3 separate regions of the Rattus norvegicus genome follow, and all the other regions are linked to region 1. A link is a contact called in public Hi-C data. All regions are on one chromosome and are shown on one strand. Each heading gives the region's core, a stretch centred on a gene start, on an enhancer-like site or on the middle of the called end of the contact. The rest is flanking DNA. Distances are from core to core; before and after follow the strand shown.

Evidence for each region. A called contact is a pair of places that touch in the nucleus more often than the background predicts.
Region 2: a contact with region 1 is called in a Hi-C map of Schwann cells, with 8 times the contacts expected there. The contact joins the enhancer-like site here to the promoter of Chsy1 in region 1. A contact is called at or near these places in 11 of 12 Hi-C or Micro-C datasets (the A7r5 cell line, the Rat2 cell line, Schwann cells and 6 more) and 1 of 1 datasets of contacts at active chromatin or transcription factors (oligodendrocytes).
Region 3: a Hi-C map of Schwann cells shows a contact between it and region 1, with 13 times the contacts expected there. The contact joins the enhancer-like site here to the promoter of Chsy1 in region 1. A contact is called at or near these places in 12 of 12 Hi-C or Micro-C datasets (the A7r5 cell line, the Rat2 cell line, Schwann cells and 7 more) and 1 of 1 datasets of contacts at active chromatin or transcription factors (oligodendrocytes).

What each region holds. Positions count from the first base shown.
Region 1 is chr1:129,098,407-129,102,141 of GRCr8, forward strand. It overlaps Chsy1 (chondroitin sulfate synthase 1), which reads left to right and starts at 1,682. Exons shown (of 3, transcript NM_001106268.1): 1 at 1,682-1,991. The coding sequence starts at 1,708.
Region 2 is chr1:129,298,980-129,302,714 of GRCr8, forward strand. Lrrk1 (leucine-rich repeat kinase 1) reads right to left here. Exons shown (of 33, transcript NM_001191624.1): 7 at 3,448-3,575; 8 at 3,188-3,351; 9 at 1,626-1,763. Among named protein-coding and RNA genes, the nearest start is that of Lrrk1, 82 kb to the right of the region's middle. Within about 2 kb of position 1,947, at least 1 of the 93 cell types and tissues checked has an H3K27ac peak or open chromatin away from gene starts, as enhancers often do. A contact at or near this core is called in Schwann cells, where this site is marked.
Region 3 is chr1:129,247,390-129,251,124 of GRCr8, forward strand. It overlaps LOC102549616 (a long non-coding RNA gene), which reads left to right. Exons shown (of 4, transcript XR_010063044.1): 2 at 1-205; 3 at 1,556-3,735. Among named protein-coding and RNA genes, the nearest start is that of Lrrk1, 130 kb to the right of the region's middle. Within about 2 kb of position 1,777, at least 6 of the 93 cell types and tissues checked have an H3K27ac peak or open chromatin away from gene starts, as enhancers often do. A contact at or near this core is called in Schwann cells, where this site is marked.

The DNA of each region.
Region 1 (3,735 bases), core at 432-2,931:
TAGAGTACTGGCTTAGTATATCAGAGATCCAGTGGTTCACCCCTGGCACCCTTTAAAACAGGGGTGGTACCACATAAGCCTGGAATTCAGGCCACTTCAGCTCCATGAGCAAGAGGATCTGTAGTTCAAGGTAATCTTCAGTTTCAGCTAGCATCTGGGTTCTATTAAGCTCTTTCTTAAAGAACCTCTCAGGTCCTAATACATTGGTGACCAGGAAATAAAATTGGTATTTACAAACATTTGTCGTGTAGGCACCCCAGTTGAAGTGCTTTTGTTTTTAACAAAATGTATAAAAGTTAAGAGCAAGCAAATGTAAGGGAAACTGGTATCAACTTAAAAATCCATTCAGCGAGCCTAGCCTATCTGGAGACCCCTAATACAGTGAGAGATCAATCCTATTTCAAAACAAAACAAAACAAAACAAAACAAAACAAAACAAAACAAAACAAAACAAAACAAAACTAGGTGTATGGCTCCGGAGGAACCGCGTGCCCCCACCTCCACCCCTAAGTACACAATCCATATCCATTTTATAAATCTACTCTTGAAAATATTGACGGGCTTAGGTGAGGGGTACTAACCAGCTCCCTGCTCCCTGGGATTAAATATGGGTATTGATCATCTAGTGGTAATTTACCCATCCATCTCTTAAAAACGAATATGCCTGGCTTGGTGGCGCTTGCTTTCAAGCCCAGCGCTTGAGAGGCAGAGACGGACACCTCTGAGTTCTCTGAGTTCGAGGTCAGCCTTAGCTACTTAGGTAATTCTCGCTTCGCTCTCAGCCCGCAAATCCCCAAGCGTTCCAAGGTGAACCGTGGCCGTGTGGCTCCGGCTACGCCCGTAGGGTACAAAGCTGCAGTGTGGACCCGGCAGCCCTGGCCACCGAGCCGGGAGGTCGGCCTGGGGAGGGTAGGGCGTGGCAGTTCTAGGGGCATCTGGGGAGCCGGTCAACTCAGTCCACGTGCGGTGCCCGGCCGGCTCCGAGCGCTGGCGACGGGGGTGTGGCCGCGGGTACCCAGCAGCGGGGACTAGAGTCCGCCCGCCACGCTCTAGTCCGTGCTAACCCACACCCCTTCAGCCGGGCCGCAGACTGCGGGGCGGGTGCTTTTTTTTTTTTTTTTTTTTTTTTTTTGTTAAACTTTGGCCACGTGAACTGCCCCCCATTCACTTTTGCGCCAATCACGAGGCGCGGACGGATCCCGAGAGGGGCCACGGCACGCCGCCGGCGGGCCGCTTCTTAACGCGCGGTGCGTGACGTGAGGGGCTCCTTTGCAATGGCGCGCTAAGCCGGAGGATGTGCAGCTGCAGAGGCGGCGCAGGGCACCGAGAGGGCGGGCGCAGCGCGAGCGGAGCCGAGCCAGCCCGGGGACGCGAGCCGCAGGAGCTGCTGTTGCCTCGCGCCGGAGTCGCCGGCCGCGCGCGCCGGGCATGGTCCCCTCTTAAAGGCGCAGGCCGCGGCTGTGCGGGCGGGCGCGCGGAACAAAGCGCCGGCGCGGGGCCTGCGGGCGGCTCGGGAGCCGCGATGGGCGCGGCGGACCCGCGGCGGCCGCGGCGCTGCCCGGGCCGGGCCAGGCGGCGCTAGGGCGGGCTGGCCTCCGCGGGCGGGGGCGGCGGGCTGAAGGCGCGCGGAGCCTGCGGCGGGGATAGCGGCCCGGCGGGCGGAGGGGCGCGGGCATGGCCGCGCGCGGCCGGCGCGCCTGGCTCAGCATGCTGCTCGGGCTCGTGCTGGGCTTCGTGCTGGCCTCGCGACTCGTCCTGCCCCGCGCCTCGGAGCTGAAGCGAGTGGGCCCGCGGCGGCGCCCCAATCCCGAGGGATGCCGGCCAGGACAGGCAGCGTCGCAGCCCGGCGGTGCTCCGGGGGATGCGCGCGGGGCGCAGCTCTGGCCGCAGGGCTCGGCCGCGGAGGGCGTCCCGCGCGACAGGAACTTTCTCTTCGTGGGAGTCATGACCGCCCAGAAATACCTGCAGACTCGCGCCGTGGCCGCTTACAGGTGAGCCCCCTTTTCGTGGATACCATCGCTTGCATCCGGCATCCTGGCTAGCGGGAGGGCGGCGTTACGGGTTCCCCGGAGGCTTCTCGGGTAGCTGCCAGCGACTCAGCGCAAAGGCAGCAGTGGTTAGACGAGGATGGAGAGCATCTCTCAAGGGCAAGACTTTAGGATTAGATGAGTGAGTACACTGGCCTCACTCAGTGTGTGCCTTTCAACTTGATCTCCAGAAAGACACGTAAGCTTTCTGTGTTCAGGACTTCTTTGTTAAAAGGAACGAGTCTCCCCCATAAGATGGTGGGGAAATTCAGTGTTGTACCTGCGATAGTGGAGGCAGAGGTATAATTTGAGTCTCTAAAATAGGCACTTTGTCATTTCGAAGGGAGAGCCCGCCTAAATTAACCTGGCTAGGGCTCCTCTGTACTGTACTTAAGATTTTCACAGTCATTCCTTTTAATGAGAGTGACCACTCCGCTTTTGAGCACTTCGGTTTGGTAATTAGAGATAAAGAACCTTGAGGAAAAAACAGTTTTCGTGATAGATTCGGTCAATTCAAGACTACAGCCTGGTGCTCCCCAGTGCAGTCCCAGAGGTGTATGCGTGGTAGGAACTAGCTGGGCCCTAGTAGGGCTAAATGAGTCGTAGAAGTGGCAGTGATCATGTTCAGGATTAACAAAGAGATTAGCCAAAGCTGCCTTTAGAAAGGAGATGGTTTTGGAATGGAGGGCATTGTTAGAACTGTATTTCCATTGGAGTGAACCTGAAATAGAAGAGGGGTGGACTCAAGGGAAGGAAGGGACTCATTGGAAACTTTTGTATGTGTGAAGTACACAAACCTTTACTGTATGGGTGAAGTTTGGCGTTCTTCCAGGCACAGATTCAGTCGGTGGCAGGAATGGTTTCAGAGCATGGATATTTAGGGGCTAAGCGTTTTGAGCAGGGCCACACTAGTTGCTGTTTGTTTTAAATGTATAGCCAGTGCTTTTATAACGTTGGCTTTTAAATCCAGTTTCTGGTCTAAGTTTTCAGGCAGCAGATGGTATAAGAAAACAAGCATAGTTGGATCTCTCCTTTCTTTTAAGTCAAGTGAGGGATTGCAAGAGAAAAGGCGGAAAGGCATGGAACGTCTTGACCACCATTCCTGCTAATGTCAAGAAGCTGCATCCTGCTAAGAACAATTCTTTCTGAGTGACCCAAGAGGCCACTGGTGGCTGGCTGTATGTGTGGACTAACAGAGTAGTTTGAGAACCATTAGGCCAGAGCTTTCTCCCCGATGGTCTCTGACTTAGTATCTTTGTCACAGATTGAGGGTGGCATAGGTTTTTAATCCCAGCACGTAGGAGGCAGAGTAGATGGATCTCTGTGAGACCCAAGCCAGCCTGGTCTACATAGAGTTCCAGGCCAGATGACTAACACCGAGACCCTTCTGGAAAGTAAAAAAAAAGTCAAGCAAAACAAAACAACCCAAACAAACAAAAAATGAGAAAGGGGGAAATGAGCCTCCCTCCAGGTGGCTCATTAGGTAAAGGGTAGTTGCTGCTAAACCTGACGACCTGAGTTTGGTCCTCAGAAAGATCCCACAGAGTAGGGGAGAGCGGGCTCCGTCAAACTTGACTTTCACACTTCTGCCATGACGAGGTACATTTGCACTGTTATACAACATAACAGACAATAGATAAATGTAAATAAAACAAATGCCCTTTCAGTAATAAGATTAAATTGAGGAAGAGACCACTAAATTGTGTTG
Region 2 (3,735 bases), core at 697-3,196, 200 kb after region 1:
AATGTCTTTCTTAATAGAGCAGCAGAGACATACCTTGCCTCTTGGTGACATCATCACTGATCCACCTACAGTCGTCAGGCCCAAGAGGCCCACCACATGGCTGTACCACATTAGGCCCCTTATGTGCTTTGGTTTCCCTTATGGAAGGGCTGATGCCATGATCGGCTTCGGCCAGAATGATTGCCACCCTCTGCATTTCTATAAAAAGCTTCCCCAAGTGATTAGCCTAGGGCTTGGACCAGGATATGAAGTCCTGCTCAATTCCCAGTGAGGAGAAAGAGACCAGGGGAATTTCACGGAACATAGAGCTGAGATTCAAAGAGACTCCATCCCCCCTAGGTGCTGGTGTGAGAGACAGACTCAGAACAGGGACATGGTAAATGAATGGGAAGAGCACATGGCCAGCCAGCCTCTGTGGGTTCCAGTGACCTGGGCCATTCAGAAGCACTCCAGTTTCTCCTAACCGTGAGTGAATACTGGTGGGTCTCTTCCTTTGTCCTGTGTTTGCTTGGGGGGGTCTATGACTCGATAGCCCCTCTTTTCTGAGATGTGCACACTGAAGGAATGCTTGCTGTCTCTTGGTATTCTGGATGATCTGAGCAGCGTGTCTGGGAAGGTCAGGGGCTGTATCTGAGTGTTCAAACATGGTCACATTTTCCAGGCAGTGTGGCCCATGAGTCCACCACCGGGCCCTACAGGAGTTCCCTAATGCTTTTGGAGAACACTTAGCAATTCCTTGTTCTGGGCCTCATAGGGCCTCGCAGCCTGCCTGAAGACCCCAGGAAGGCCGTGATACACTGCTGTAGGTACAAAGTCTCTCTCTAGGTACAACGTTTGTGGTGCTCAGTGGGATCTCTGGAGGCCAGATGGAGTCTCTGTCTGGCAAGCTTCAAAGTTTTGACATGAAGGGCTGGTCCTGGAGCTCAGTGGTTGAGTTCTTTTGAGCTATACGTGAGGCTCTAGGTTAATTCTTCACTATAGCCAAAAGCAAATCAAAAGTTCTACTAGGAAGTCCTGAGTTTTGACAAGGAAGTTCTCTGAAGGTCCACATGTTAAAGGAACAATAAAGTCATCTACTCTGGTTCCCGGAGTTACTGGTAGGAATCTTTAAGAGCTGGGGCCTGGGAGAGGCTCATTGCTGGGGTGCCCTTGAGGAAGATATTGGGACTACACCTCTCCTGCTTCCCTGTTAGTTTAGGTCTAGGCTGTGAGGTTGTGAGGTGAACAGCTTGTTCTCCCATGATGCACTGCTTCACCACAGCCCCAAAAGCACTAAAACAACATGGTAGATGTATATACAGACTGATACTTCCCGAACCGTGAGCCAAGACAAGCCCCTTTCACACTGAAGCTGGTTGTCTCAGGGTGTTCGTTACAGTAATAAAAAGCTGACTAACCCAGGCAAACGAGCCCTTCCCTGGCACAGCTCTTCCCTGCTGAACATTCTCCCCCCGTCTGTCTTTGCTTAAGACCGTGCATGTCTCTGATAGCTGAACCTACCTACCCTTCGCATTTTCTCCTTACATGTCTTACAAACTCAGAGAAGGCATATAAATTCCCTGCGGCCCCCAAGTGATTCTTCTTACCACTGCTGACAGTGAGAAATGAAGGGCCATTGGACTTACATCAAGTTGGAAAACCCCCAGGGGCACCGCTTTCAGAGAGTTCTCGGAGAAATCCACGTCCCTGAGGTGGTTTTTCCAGAAGACGGCCATTTTGTCTGGCAGCGATTCCAGAGCATTTTTGGAGGCTTTACAACATTTCTAGGAGTTGGAGGAGAGGGGGAGAATAGTAAGTAGGCTTCTGAGTGTGGTGCTTCCCAGAAGTCTGTTTGTAAATTTGATGTCAGAGGAGAGGCTACTGGGACAAGGCTCTGGGGCCACAGTGCAGGGTGAGAAGAAGGCTTCCCATTCTCCGTGTCTGCCATCTTGCCCTGTCCTGCAGGGGCGGAGACAGAGTTTCCTAGGGGAGACAATGTGCTTACAGTTTCCTTTATCTCATTTGGCCATTGTCCTGGGCAATAACAGGCCAATTCAGAGCCACGCTCTGAAAGGGACACTGCTTTCCCCAAGTACGCGGCCAAACTAGAAATGCTTACTCTTTGGTTTGAAACCAACAGAAACGAAGTCCAAATATTCCTTATGTCATTCATCCGCTACAACTAGCCAGATTCCCGAGAAACAAAACCCTCATTTAGTCTGCAGAGCCGTGGAGACAGGTGCCTGAGTCTTCTCATTTCTCAATGCACGGGAGCGCTGCACCCGCTTTGGCATCTGTTGGTATGTATGTGTGTATCAGGGTTGGCATGCGTACATACGTGTACTTGTGGAGACCAAAGGTCAATGTTGGGTGTCTTTTCAATCGCACCCCACCATCTTTTATGCTGGACAGGGTTTCTCAGGGGAGCTGGAGCTGATCAACTGCCTAGACGGGCTGACCAGCCAACTGCAGGGATTCTCCTCTCCCCACCTCTCAAGTGCTGGGATTATAGGCACGTGTTGTCATGCCTGGCTTTTTAAAGTGTGTGACATGTATGTATGTATATGTGCTCACATGTGTGCATGCGGAGGTCAGGGGCCGATGTAAAGTCTCTCTCTCTGTTGCTTTCCACCTCATTTACCGAGGCCGGATCTCTCACTTGAACTCAGAGCTCATAAGTATGGTTGGTCTAGCTGGTTGCCTGGCCCTAGGTATCCTGTCTTTGCTTCTTGGGTGCTGGGCTTACATTTATGCCACCATATTTGCATAGCATTTATACGGGGGCTGGGAGCCTAATCACAGGTCCTTATGTCTGCACAGCAAGCACTTTACCTACTCAGCCATCTCTCCAGACCCACACTTAGCCTTTTTATTTTGTGGACTCTTGGGGATCAAACTCATGCTTCTGTGCAGAAGCTTTACCAAAGCAAGCCACCTTCCCATCCCGTGTGTCATCCCATGTCAGGGCCAAGCTGCTGTTTTACAAAACTTTGTAGTAGCTACAGTGTGTCCCTTAATCCCGAGCAGGTGGACTGGCTCACAGGAGTTACTGTTGCAGACAGCCTGATGCTGTGGGCCTCTCTACTCAGCTACAATGTGGAGGAACACCCATGGCATAAGGCAGGCACGCCATGCACAACCCCGAAGGAGACATGCGAGGGTGTAGAGAGCAGCATACAAACTCGACTCTGGCTTGTGTGGTACGAACCAGAGGGCAGGACCAGGGGTCTGGAAAGCTCTTGAGGCTGTTCCTGGAGACATTCAGATTGGTGAGAGACTTGAAGGAGTGCATAAATTGGACAGGGAGCTCCGTCAGTCTGTTGTCAGCTAGGTCGAGTTCCTCCAGCTTCCGCAGGCCGATCCAGTTTGTGGCTGTGGGGCGAAAAGAGTGCACACAGTCAAAGGCATCCCAGGCCTCACCGGCAAGAAAGTGGCTAATGGCAAGGGGTCATCGATGGAGATGCGTACCATTTTCTTCTTCAAACAACCGCTCCAGATAGTTTTTGGAAGCAGTCAGCCTTTCAAGTTTTGAGAGGTGCAAGAATCCAGGCGGGAGGTGGGACAGTTTGTTACTGGAGATGTCGATTTCAACTAACCTGGAGGCAGAGAGGAGGGATCAGAAGAGTAACAGCAGTGCTTAAAGATCTCTTGCTGGACAAGGCGTGTGTCTTCTCTCTGCACGTACTGTTTAAAAACTGAGTGGGATCATTCTGGGGCCCTTTTACTCGTTTGGTTAACTGTTACCACAGTGGAATC
Region 3 (3,735 bases), core at 527-3,026, 150 kb after region 1:
AGGGAGGCAGGTGTTTCTACATGGAACTGCTTCACCCTACACAGAACTCAGTACCCCTCAGAGGATGCCTTTCTGAGGAGGAATATGGCGAGGGGCTCTGGCCTCTGTCCTGAGGGAGATCTACTCTATGCCTTGCCAGAAATCAGTGTGTATTCCCAGAGCCGGGACCAGGTGTGGCTCAGGATAGAAGAGTGTCTTCTAGAAGGTATGTCCTGTCCTGTCAGGCCCTGTCACAGACTCAACTGAGGCTGGGACTAAAGATGGAGCCAAACCCAAGCCCAAGAGGGACCGATTTAAAGGCCCAGAACCAGAGTTATACCTGAGTGAACAGTGATGGGTGTTGGTGCGGACCTCCTGTGAATGGTGGTAACTCCTGCTGTCTCCAGGCCTCGGCGTCAGGAATGTGAGGTAGCATGTCGTGCCTAAGGACCTCAGGGATGTTTAACTGGAGCTAAGGGAACAGATGAACCATGCACCCTGCTAGAGCGTGTTCTTTCTTGTGTCCCTTCGAGACGAGTCATGTTGGGGTTCTTCCCCTTGGCTCCTCCCCTTAAGACTGAGACCCTGCTGTGGTCAGGGTCCTCTAGCTTCCTGTGTTAAAGCCTTGTTTACCAGGGTGGTGCCATCGGGAGGCTGTGGAACCTTTAGAAGATGGAACCTAGTGGAGGTTCCCTTAGGTCTTTGAGGCACGCCCTGGAAGAGATTTAGGGACCCTGACTGGTTTTTCTCGTTGCTTCCTGATTGTGAGGTGGACAGTTTGCTTTGCCTTTCACTCTAGGTCATTACCATGTGGTGCCTTCACCAGAATTCCAAAGCAATGGACCTGGGCAATCTCAGGCTGTGAGATAAAGGTTTTAAAAATTAATTATCTCAGACGTTTCAATATAGTGAGTATTGTGTGCCCAAGAGCTACAAAGTAGCGGCCCATAGAGGCTGGGTGGGCCTTAAGGAAGGGAGGGTTCATGAGGCCTAAAAGCTTGACCACAATGAGCCCACTAGTCATCTGTCTAAAAAAGTGTCTGTCAGTGGAGACGGAAAAGGGAAACAGTATTACTGTGTGAGAACAGTGTCTCCATTAAAGGGAAAATGCTCTGGCGCTCTAAGGGGCTTTGGCTCCAGGAAGCAGCCCGTGAAAGCTAGCACGTACTGGAACTGATGAAGCCTCAGGGCGGCATGCCTAGCCTGAAGCAGATTTGGAAGCTGGGAGGCAGAGCGTGTGTCCAGGTGGTGAAATCAGGAGAGCACAGGGCCACCAGAATGTACCCCATGCCTCCCAAGAGCTCAGCCGGGAGGGAGCCCGTGAAAAGGCTCGCTGACGTCAGTGAGCCCCGACTCTGTGTCACGGGCTTTTTAAGCAGCAGAGCATGAAGTTGGCTCTGGAGAGGAGTGATGGACGTACCATGGTCTTAGAGGCCTGACTTCGAGGCCGGGCTCCAATGCTGAGAAAAGTTGTTCCAATTGGCCAGGCGGTCTGGCACTGCCTGAGAAGCCATTCATGCTTCTCAGAGGTGTGACACTCAAAAACTGACTTTCTGTCATTCTGAAACTCCTACAGGAGATGGGTTTGAAAGGCATGGGAATCTCCTTCCAGGCATCTCTGGATCTGTCCAGACCTTCTCCAGAGAGGGTCTATGCTACTTGCCTCCCAGGACCAAACGCTTCCCGGATTGACTGGATGTGACAGCTGCAGCCCTTGTTACAGATAGTTAGAAGACTCAGTTCCAGGAAGTAGTCTGCTACCCCAAGGGTGACATTATCTACAGTTCTGGAATGTTCTCTGTGCAGACTGTGCCTGAAGAAATGACATTTCCTCCCAGGCTTAAAGGAGCAAGGCGCTGGCGTCTTACTTGAGCAGTGGATTGTTTCTATGCTCTGGAAAGTGAGAGACTGACATTGTTTTTTTGGCTCAGAGTCCCACGGCAGACCAGCCACAGCAAGAGAGCCCGTGTGTCCGCCCAGTCGTCATTTTATAATATTTAAAGTGATTTTTTTTGTCATTCAGATCTTAGTCTTATTATAAAAGAAATGACAGTTAAATTAAAAGTGGTTTAACAAAAACCACTAGTGACCTCAGGAGCCAGAAATGGCCATAGGTCACATTTTGGTGTGTGTCCTTCTGGTCTTTTAAATCTTTTATACATTTGTAAATGAAAAGCACGCCCCCAAGGCCCCACTCGGTACATTGTGAATGCCTTCTCTGGCCTTTAGTTGGTTGGGTTTTATGTTCCAAAGATGCCGCCATGGAGGCTTGGGAACAAGGAAGGGATTGAGGGCTGAACTGTGAACTGCGTCCCCTCAGGATCCACAAGCTGAAGCCCTTACCCTAGCGCTTTGGAATGTGAGCACAGGTCAGGCTTCCTGTGGCTGACAGAGAGTGATAGCCATCCTGAGGATGTCACAATGGCTCACGTGCCACGTGCCAAGCTCACAGTGGACCATGGATCCAGGTCTAGTCTGCCATTTCCAGGGATGTGGAGGGAAATCCTGGAACCCCCAGATTGATGTGGGCAGACCCTGCCACCAATGCCTCACACTGCAATCCCACTGTGTGCCTCCTCCTTCTGACGCTGGGCCCTCTTCTGGGTTCTGTGGGCTCCAAGGATACAGGGCTTGGCGCTGCTTCTTGGCAGCCATTTGGATGTACCCTTCAGGTAGGAATAGGGTGCTCCCCTCCAGAGTTGTCTGCCCCTAGGTCAAAGAGTTGGGCAAATCCTATTATGTTGGCATTGTTCCTGTTGATCTTGCAGTTTTCAGTCCTTGGTTGTGTGGGGTAGTGTCATGGTTCCTGCCTCTATGCTGATGATGCTATAAACCATAAATCTACTAGATGTGGAAAAATGAACCAGTCCCTAAATAACACCATAATGCTATACACTGGATGCACAGCTCCCTCCATTAAAAGACAATCTCAAAACTGCAATTAATCTGCACTTGCCAACATTTAATTAAAATTGTAATCTAAAATACCAGACTATCACCAGTGTTTTGAGCATCCTAAGAAACAGACTCCCACCTGATAGCAGTTACTCAAGCAAGTTCCAGTGTGCCCTGGTGTCCACAGGGAATTGCTCCAAGACCACCCATGGACCGAGTCTATGGAGGTGCAAGTCCCTCACATGAGGTCATGTGTTAAGTAAGTGCACGGAACCTGAATCCTTCCTCTCAAAGGCATCAAATTCTCCCTGACACAGTGACACTCCGGAGATGCTCTGTAGGTAGTTGCTGTCCTGTATTGTTTGAAGAGAGAAAGGCAGGAAATAAAATTGGCACTTGGTTTGCCCCAGTCCACATCCTTCCTAACCCTTTTCCCTTGAAGTTGATTAGCATTTTAGATCCTGTAGCCATGGAGGGCTGACTTACTCGATTTACTTACTGGACGCTGAAGACCAAGGGTTCCAACTTCCTCACTACTGCGGAGCCAGTCTTCCTATTTGTGTGTGTGTGTGTGTGTGTGTGTGTGTGTGTGGTGTGTGGCATGTGTGGTGTGTGTCTCTGTGTCTGTGTGTGTGTGTGTGTGTGTGTGTGTGTATGTGTGTGTGTGCGCGTGGTGTGTGGCATGTGTGGTGTGTGTCTCTGTGTCTGTGTGTGTGTGTGTGTGTGTGTGTGTGTATGTGTGTGTGTGCGCGTGGTGTGTGGCATGTGTGGTGTGTGTCTCTGTGTCTGTGTGTGTGTGGTCTGGGGTGTGTGTGTGTGTGTGTGTGTGTGTGTGTGGTCTGTGGTGTGTGGTGTGTCTGT